2 separate regions of the Acanthopagrus latus genome follow, and region 1 is linked to region 2. Evidence: chromatin contacts called from public Hi-C data. All regions are on one chromosome and are shown on one strand. Each heading gives the region's core, a stretch centred on a gene start, on an enhancer-like site or on the middle of the called end of the contact. The rest is flanking DNA. Distances are from core to core; before and after follow the strand shown. Region 1 holds the start of slc1a4 (neutral amino acid transporter A). Region 2 holds the start of kiaa1841.

What was found. A called contact is a pair of places that touch in the nucleus more often than the background predicts.
Region 1: a Hi-C map of muscle shows a contact between it and region 2, with 2.3 times the contacts expected there. The contact joins the promoter of slc1a4 here to the promoter of kiaa1841 in region 2. A contact is called at or near these places in 2 of 4 Hi-C or Micro-C datasets (both in muscle).

What each region holds. Positions count from the first base shown.
Region 1 is chr15:16,432,141-16,436,972 of fAcaLat1.1, forward strand. It overlaps slc1a4 (neutral amino acid transporter A), which reads left to right and starts at 1,531. Exons shown (of 8, transcript XM_037124815.1): 1 at 1,531-2,815. The coding sequence starts at 2,301.
Region 2 is chr15:16,297,870-16,303,032 of fAcaLat1.1, forward strand. It overlaps kiaa1841, which reads left to right and starts at 2,191. Exons shown (of 22, transcript XM_037124116.1): 1 at 2,191-2,315; 2 at 2,701-2,977; 3 at 3,938-4,089; 4 at 4,238-4,409; 5 at 4,666-4,762; 6 at 5,004-5,163. The coding sequence starts at 2,911. It overlaps pex13 (peroxisome biogenesis factor 13), which reads left to right. Exons shown (of 4, transcript XM_037124120.1): 4 at 991-2,039. The coding sequence ends at 1,340. LOC119033706 (a long non-coding RNA gene) reads right to left here. Exons shown (of 4, transcript XR_005079352.1): 2 at 5,098-5,163; 3 at 4,531-4,698; 4 at 4,281-4,425.

The DNA.
Region 1 (4,832 bases), core at 281-2,780, 130 kb after region 2:
GCCTGCATTTAAATGTAAATATTTACATATAACTTTGTAAATATTTTAAATGTATGCACATATTTAGCAAACAACAATTTTTATTTGCATTATAAGTAATAAAAAATGGTTTGTTAAACATATTTGTGGTTTTCACAGTAAAAAAATGTAACTTTTTTTGTGTGTGATTTTAGGTCCATTGTGTTAATACAGTATGTCAGAATAAAAAATTAGCTGTACAGTCACACATGTGAGGTTATACTGAAAATAATGACACAAAGTAAATAGTTTTTAAGGAGAAATATAATGGCAAAAATCAAAAATAGTCAACAACGGCCAATTATACCCTGGAATATCGGATTTCACAACAAATCCGTGAAAAAGCTACTTAACCTCCCACTTTTATATAGGAATACATACTTCCTACAGGCACTGCACTAGTTCCAAAAAATGTATAATGCTGCCAGTTCACTAATGAAAATGGTGAGGAAAGGAAGTAAGGAATGAATCACATAAAAGAGTGGCCTATTCTAATGATTTAGCATTGTGCTGTTTTAAACAATGGTTTTCAAAGGGTCAGATGCCAAAACCCCGGCATAGCCCACAATGCAACATGATTGGCAGCAGTTTCAAGGTATAATATGTAACATTTGTATATGAGTATGTCTCAAAGTAACTAAATGTCAGAGCCAGAGAGTAAGAAAGGGAGTTGGCAGGGTCAGGTACATTTTCATTAGAAATAGTGTTTGTCTACAATGGAGAACTCTCATGACCCCACGCTACTTATGTAATTACATCATTATTCTTTTTATTATAGTTATCATTCTTCATAGCATTTAAAAAATGCATTTCAGCATATACTCTTCAGTTCACTTTTAAGTTAGTTACTTTTATAGTGAAAGAAAAGTAACAAATAAGTAATCTTTTAAGCGTATATGAGTATTACTACAACAACAACAAGAATAAGAATAATGATAACAAGAATAAAACATGTTATACAGCAATATTGTAAAGCACACTTTATATGGAAAGAGGCAACAAAATGATACAATGTGCTTCACAAAACGACTTAATCACATAAAAAGATGTTTAACAAGAAGGAACAATAAAAAGCTCCACAAGACCTGTAAACACACTGAAATTAGTGGAGTTACCCTTTAAGCTTTCCTTTGTCGGCTGTGTGTAAATACGACAGCTGTATCATACTGCCACCTCGTGCTTAAACATCAGAGGTGCAACAAGAATGCAAATGGAGGGGGAAAAAATTCTAATGGCCATTACGCAAGTATATTAGTCCGCACTTCAGAATAGAGGAGCCTCTATTAGGACTTTCCTGATTTCCAAAATATACGTTGTTTAATGAAATGTCTCGGTGCAGCTGTCAATTCAAAGTAATCCAGAGATGGATAAGAGAGCGAGCAACAGCGCCCCCTAGAAGGCACAGAGCGCTGGCCATGGTGCTGACAGACCCCTCCCTCCCCCTCCCCCTCTCCTCATCCCTCCCGGTCTGTGGAGCTGACAGGTGACTTCCCTGAGAGCCAAATGTCACCTCGCCTGCGTGGGTGCTTATAAAATGTCAAAGTGAAAGGATCTGTGATTCAAACCTGACGGATAAGGAGAAAAAATATAGGCAGCCTTACCAGCAGTAGGTGACCACGATACTTTGTTCTCACCCAGGTTTGTGAGAGCATTGAGCTTAATCTCGATATCAAACTGAGAAAGAAAGCCCACCTGAACTGGGTGTTTGAGGCGTTTGATGAATGTGACCCGATGAGGTTGATTCAGAGAATCAACCCTTAGGAGCAGGAAAAAGCAAAAGACCAGATGTGTGTGTTTCACTGAAACGGGAACTTCTGCAAGAAGAACGGGTCTTTTGTGTTGACACAATGAGATTGCAAAAGAGCGGAGGAGAAAAAACAGGGTGAAAGCTGGTCCTCATTATTCTTGCGTATTATTTCATCGAGGTAGCGTGGCTTGTTGTATTAAGAGAAGAGAGGGCACAGAGCCAGAGGAATATAATCCTGGGAATCTGTTCGAATCATCACATGTTTGTGGAGGAAAATGTGCCACATTGCCAAAGACCCTGGCAATCTCCTCTGCTCTTGCATCATTTGCTGTGGGTATAAAGCGCCGGCTCCTGTGCGCATGTTCCACTCGCTTTTTGTGTCGTCGCTCCTTCTCCATTGGCTCCCCCTCAGCCTTAACGCCGGGCCAGCCCTCTCACTGCACAGTGCGTGCGCCCGACGTGTGTGTGTGCGCATCTACCCCACGCTGCCGAGAGCCGGACTCAGCCTCCCCACGCTGCTCCGCGGAGGAAAAAGATGGAGAAAAAGAGCGAGATCAACGGGCACGCCATGCCCAGCTCGGCCTCCACCGACCGGATCCTGGAGAAAAGCGCGCGGAGGAGCTGCAGGGAGAAGCTGCTGGAGTTCCTGAGGAAGAACCTCCTGGTGATCATGACGGTGTCCGGGGTGCTGGTGGGCGTCGGGCTCGGGATGATAGTCCGCAACATGGACCTGACCAAGGCGCAGATGACCTACTTCGCCTTCCCCGGGGAGATGCTCCTCCGCATGCTGAAGATGATCATCCTGCCGCTGGTCGTCTGCAGCCTCGTGTCCGGCGCCGCCAGCCTGGACACCCGCTCCCTGGGTAAGCTGGGGGGCATCGCCGTCACCTACTTTCTGGTGACCACGCTGATCGCTTCGTGCATCGGGGTGGCCCTCGCCTTCATCATCAAGCCCGGCGTGGGCGCAGGAGCCCTGAACACCAACAGCCTGGGACTGGAGAGCCTCAGCAACAACAAGGAGACCACGGACTCGTTTTTGGATCTGGCCAGGTACCGAAGCGCCGCTTTGATAATTTATTTATTTCTTTTTAAATATTAAAACACTCACACACTGGCCAGAACTAGATAATATGAAGCTTGTTGTGATATCGCAGCAGCTCTGAGGGGAGTCGTGGCACAGCGTGCCTCAGGCGCACTGGGAACACTAGGTGGTTACACACACACACACACACACACACACACACACACACACACACGCTCCTGAAGACGCTCACTGATGTAACAAGCACGCAGGCTGTGGCACACGTTGATCTGAATGCCCAGGTCACAGACTTACTTCACTGGACTGTAGAAACAATGGTTATACAAATAAAGAAACAAGATGAAGATTAAATAGATAAAATGTATATTGCACCAGTGTGTGTAGAGGATTATATTATGTAGATTGCAGGTCTCCCTCAACCATGAGTGTGTGTGCATTTTTGAAAAATAATCATCAGTAACGTATGTACAATGGCTAAGTGGGACAAGTATTAGAACAAGTGGAGGGGCATCACTTTACTGTATTACAGCCTTTAAAACCAGGAAAGGACTACACCTATGTAAAATCACGATATAACCGATGATATGTAGTCTCTTACCATGATAATTCTATAATAATGATATACTGCCCGGCCCTGTAAATAATAGTAATCAACTAATATAACATGTGACAAAACACTCACACAGGCTGTTTCTTTTACATTGAGTACTTTTACTTGTAATACTTTCACATAAGGTTTTACATTGTAGTGCTACTTTCACTCACTTAATCTGAATACTTCTTCCTCCACTGAGTTCTGCAGTGTAAGGCGATGCTGAAGTGCCACTTCATTCATGCTTTTCTTCTCGCTTTGTCCTGTCAGAGGGGAAGAAGGAAAAAGGGGAATAACAAGGCACAGAGTGAACTTTTGCAGAGGCATGTCAAGAGCTTGTGGGCTGATTGAGTGGGCTCCATAATTATTACCAAACTCGGTCTCCAGTTTTAAGAGTTTTGTCTGCGTTCAAGTGTTTGGCCGCGTCGTTCTCTAAGGAGTAGGCTAAGTGTCTTCATAAAAGACTGTGAAACATTTGACAGGAGTTCAACTTCTATAAATGATTTTTTTTTTTTGTAAAACTTTGTTCAAGACGATTTAAAAAGATCTGTGTCATCATCAAAATGTAAAATCTGTGGGCAGAGCAGGGACTTGTGGGGGAACTGTGCACATTGAAAACATGGAAGCTAGAAAACTTTATGGGTGTCGCTGCCTGGCCAGCAAAGCTCACTGGATTGAAAAGGCGCTTCTTCATACAGCGGGTCCAAAGTTCTGAGGCCACTATATTTTCTGTTCGTTTCGGTCTCCACAATCTCTTGCAAAACCTGATGACTCATGTGAACCCAACACGATTTGAATTTGGCCCACAAAGCCTCTTGGGATGTCATTGAATGCTTGGGTGTCTCAGTGTCTTCATAAATGTTCAGTGAGGTTGAGGTCAATGAGTCCATCAGTCCATGACAGTCAGGACTGCTTGGTCTTCTTTGGTCTTTGGTCCCAGACTTTTGGACCCCATTATAGATCAGACTTTACAGTGTGGTAGAAGATGTGAAAATGTTTGCTTATTCATATATTTTGGGGGTTTTAATGAGGGAGAATCTTTGTTGTTCTTAGTATTTTAATGTTGTAATCTTAGTTTTCCTTCTGCGAAAGCCATATCAGACAGTAGACACATATTTTTGAATACCTTAGTCCATGTGTGGAGGAGAGGGAGAGAAAAACACAGCTCCTGGCAACCTCGCCTATAAATATCAACAGGGCTGCCGATAGTCTTACTTGTGTCCAGGGCAAGATGATCTCCAACTGGCCTAATGCAGATTATTTAAAGGGTGAGGGGAACTCTCTTGAACTGGTGCTCCCCACTGCTGGCGGCCCTGAATATCAGCCTGGTCGCTGGCCTTCAGTGAGCCATACAGACGGAGTCCTAATATAAAGTTCCCACAGTGTGCGGGAAATCTGACAGCTGTTGACAGAGTTGAGTGTATTTTGAGGAA
Region 2 (5,163 bases), core at 941-3,440:
AGTCCAACACATCTGGGTATAGTAAGCCATTATGGTCAGTGTTGCAACCAGCATTGTCACTACCACAATATAAAATTATACATACACAACCAAAGGTGACTTATCACCAAATTCAAGGCTGATGTTTTAGCTAGCCTGTTTTACAGTAGATAACGGTCAAGATCAGTGTGTGGGTACCTCCATATTTCCAGAATTAACGTAAATACTGTGAGTGATTAGTCAGTCGATTAAACTTTGCTACCCTTTTCTTGTCAGTTTAACTTGATAATATTTTATTAACATTCACATTTATTTACACATCACCATAGTTTGCACTGTAATGTCATGTCTTCCCACTCAAATGTCAGTTTATAAAAAATGAGCTTCTTGTCTAGACGCCAGTTAACTATTGACAATGTGATGTAATTTTTTTTTTTTTGGACAGTGTATAACCTAAGGATTAAATTGTGCTGAGTCTTAACTGTTTTCTTTGTGTCTAGTCTAAGTTTGAACTACTGTTTAAAAAGTATGGGAATTTAATCGTTTAAATTATTAGAGACAACTCTGATAAAGTCAGTTACGTTTGAGACTTGTTTTAGTAGCATTATCATTGTGGGAGTACAATTAAATTCTCATTTAATTCAGAAAAGCCTTTTAAACTGTTTTTTCATTGTTTGATTTTTTGAATTTTTTTTTTCTTTTTTAATTGACAAGAGAACGGGATTTCCAGAACTTTGTTATATGTTGTTTGTAGCTTAAGTGCAAAAATTGCTGATTCCTGTTTAGAAGAGTTTTTGTTGTTATCCTATTATTTAGCTTATATTGCTAAGATAGCAGTCAAATAGCCTTTTTTAAAGTTTATATCATCAACAAAGTTGTTAATAATGGAAAGGGAACGGAGGCATATTTTGGAACAACAGAACAGTGTTGTTTTTTTTTAAAGGATCGTTGGGAACATTCCCCCATGTTGAGGAGCTCAGATTGTGACCTTATATTCTCCCCTCTGTTTAGAGCAACAGCCCAGGGTGCGAGGCTGGCTGCTGGCCAGCGTGGACGGTCAGACCACAGGACTTGTCCCAGCCAACTATGTGAAGGTCCTTGGCAAGAGGAGAGGCCGTAAGCATGCAGAGATGGAGAGGCTCGCTCAGGTCCAGCAAGGCGACACACAGGCCTCTCAGACAGCCCTTGCTGCACATCCAGAGTCAAATCCTGCACTAGGATTTACCCCCAATTCAGCCTCCGCAGAGGAGCTGCTTGAGTCGGTGTACACAGAAACACCAGCTTCCTTCAGTGTGGGAACATCCAACTCCAGTTTGCCCTCCAGCACAGCGCTAAATATCCCTGAGAAGATAGACTTGTGATGCTTATCTGCATATCTCTATATGTCTATGTGTGTTAAGTCAGTACTTGTTTGCAGCATTTAACTTAAATCTTGACTAATAATCAGCTGACTTTAGATATCTGGGGAAACACCCTGACACTCATAAAGTAGTGCATTGTTTCATCTATAATGATTAAAATCTGCAAACACAATCTGGACGTTCTGAAAAGGGTTGTTGCTCAAAATGGTTTCAGTACATGTTTATTGTTGTACTGTTCTGTTTAGAGCCAGTTTGTCTCAGATAAAGAGGTTACCTTCACATTTCACTTTTCAGTCAGCACTTGTACAAGAAAGTTTTGTTTATGCAGTGTGTAAGGTACACTGCTGTTCTTCAGATCTTGTCTGATATAAGATGTAATATCTCAAGCTTGTTTGATAACAGGAATAAGTTCAATATTTAAACTAATGAGGTGCACTGATACATCATCTGCATACTGACAGTATATGGACAAAGCCAGGGTATTTAGTTTGACAATGTAATTATGTAACCTTGTACTTGGTTCACTTGCAGGCTGCTTGGTCCTCTGTATTTTTCTGTGTGAAGCAAATGGGATTGGATTCATTTGTAATGAAAAGCAGGGCTAATTTTGCACATTTTCAACAGTTAGTCACAGAAAGTAATTTTGTAAATATTTAATATAATTATTTTGAAAATAAAGTTTTTCAAAAACCAAAATGACCCTTGTGTAGTTTTGTCATTGGTTGTATAATATAAAGTATGCATAGAAATAATAATTTCATTGTTAGTATTGTTCTCCATGCACATGTTTTGTTGCTGAGACGTCTGAGGGGGATTTATGGTAGAAACGGGCGATTTACGGCCGCTGTGTCTTAGCAACAGGACGCCTAACCTGCTGCAGTGCGACAACGGGGACGAATCAGCGTCGCAGATACCGACGGACCCAAAGAAAAACCATTACATGTCTGGGTATTTAAAACCTCGACCGCCGTGTTTGTATCGCGGCAGTGCTGCGCGCTTGTAACAATTCCCCCGAGCAACTGGGGTTAGACCACATACAAATATTTATGCTAAATAGTCGCTAACTAAGCGAGGTGACTTGCTAGCAACTGAAGCATATGCTACCTTCAGGGACTATCGGAAACACTAAGTTGCCGATGCAGTTGAGATTTGAGGTTCATCTCGTCATTGGAAACAGCGCGTTGATTTGCACCTCGTGATCATGGTGTTTTATGAATGTCTTAGAGAATTGATTGCATTGCCATTGTACTGAAAAAGACTTTGCAGGATTTGCCAACTTAGCTAAAAGCGAGAAAAATGGTTTATGATTGTGTATGTCTCACAGTTTATGTTTCTTGACCTTACGACGCCTAATTTGAAGACGACAGCAACACCTGTCAACGCCTGAGTGACATGTACGGCTGCTTTACTGGTGGTCGTGACACGTCGTGTGGAGCTTGTTTTACTGAGTTTACGACGAGTACGTGAAGGCAGCGGATCCTGTCCCGCAAAGTTAGCTAGCATTAGCAATGGTTGCAGGTAGGAGAAGAGCGCAGCATCAGCAGCAGCAGCATCATCCATCCACAATGACATGAGACTGGACCCGGCTGAGTTTACTGTACTAGACGACCGGGAGGAATATATCTCACTCCAGATAAGTACGTTAACGATATTTTACCATTCTTGCTCTTTTGAATAAGGTTTATTAGGAGAACCAGTTGATTTCATTTGACCCAAAAGCACCCGGTGTTGTTGCAGCCTGGGGAGGACAGAGGGACTCGGCCTGCGCTAGCATCACTACTGACACCACTAAGTTTCTCTGTTGTATAACTTAACACGAATTTATATAATACTCCTATATCAACACATTTATGTTAAAAGGTTTGAGTCCTTGGCTGCCGACATAATGGAGAGTGAAGCTGTGCAAAGCCTTCAGAATGTAGCGACGTGTCTTGATTTAGGGCTGGTAAATCATAGTTTAAATTACAGTTCATGACGCACTTCACAGATATCAGTTACCAAACAAAATTTTCTATAAATCAATTCATATACAGTTTAGATTAATGTCTGTTTACTTGTTTGGATGTATGCGAGTAAGTTAACCAGTTGTTAATATTAGTATTGAAGTAAGGCTGTCCTTTATAGAAACTGGCGAAACTAAGTCCATGTAATTAGATGACTAGAGCTGCACAGTATTCATCAATCAGTACCGATGCATTGATTTTGTGTGAAACTGCTATTGTAGTCATGACAGAGGAGTGGTCTCAAACTTCTTCATACTTGCAACTTACTATTTTTTTCATTATGTGATAATCATTTTATTGATCGATAAATGTATCATTGGGGCTATAAGATGTAGGTAAATGGTGAAAAAGCACATCAAAAGCCCCTAAATATTCAGTTTACATCACATAAGACAAAATAAAGCGGAAAATTCTGGGAAGCTGGGGACAAGAGAGTGTTCAGTTTTCTTGCTTCAAGAAAAGAAAATGAAATTAAATGAATTATCTATTGATCAACCAACCATTTAGGCTCTATTTTGATATGATGATCATACAGATTGAATCACTCATTCCTGACTTGCTGCCTTTTTGTTTGTCACCCCTCTTCCTCTTTAGAGATGAGCCGCTTCTGCTCGGACAACAACAACTTTCCCTATGACAACAACGTCCTGGTTTTGGACATGGTGCTGGGATCTCTATGGGGGGTGCCCCAGCCCATAAACTGGGACAATGTGGCCAAGCTAGTTCCAGGATTCACTCCCAAGGAGGTAACTGGAATGCCGGATAACTATGAATGCTTCCATCCACTTACCTTTTCATCTGTCTAGTACCATCCATTTTTCATCTCATGGTTACTAACATTAGACCTCCCTTGTTGATAAGAAATAACACTGTGGCACTGATGGGATCTTACAGTGTGCCCGGCGATTTGATGAGCTGAAGAGCACGGGGGCTTTTCCTCATGTGGACAACCAATGTAATGCCCTGACAGAAGGAAGCCCCTCCCCTCCAGATGGCCTGTCCACGCTGCTGGACAGCGGTGACATGCTGGAGACAGGAAGCAGCCCGAGCAGCGGCAAAGTTACAGGTCAGACATCACCAACCTGAGTAGCACAGATAACATTTTTTTCACTTATCTGCAGGTCTTAAATCTTAAAAGGGCCTAAATTCAGCTCAAAAGACGACATGGACTACTGGAACAAACTTACACTTTAGAGCAGTACAATACTTATTTAAAATGAATTTCAGCACCAAATAATGTTTGTTGATGGTGTTTGGTATTGACTGTTATTTGGTAACTTGGGTTAGAGTGCATTTAAAAATGTTTCTGTTGGTGCCATCAGGCTCCAAGTCGACGCCCTCAGGAAGAGTCAGTTCTGTGGAAAAGAAAGAAAGAAGAGTCTCAACAGAGGAGAACGACAAACCTCAGAAGCCAAGAGAGTATGTACCGAGAACTCATCCTCAGTTTTCTTTCGTTTCTAACCGCAGTGAACTCATTGAAATACACACTGACTCCTCACACATAGAAACACACTTTCTCTATCTAAATCACCCTCAATCTGTCAAAAAGTATGAATCACTGATGCCCTGTGGACTTGAAGGCAGCTGTAGATGTTTTGAATCTGTGCTCTCCGTGGGTTTTAATTTTTTTGAACAATGGATTTTAATTTTCTTCCTGCAGTCCCAACATGGTCATCCATGTGTGTGACGAGACCAAGAACCTGAAGCAGGACTTCACGTGTCCCAGAGATCTTCTAGTTAAAGAGATGCGTTACTTTGCTGAGTACTTGTCCGTAGATCCACAGAGGTGGGAGGAGGTGGATATTTCCGTCCACTGTGAT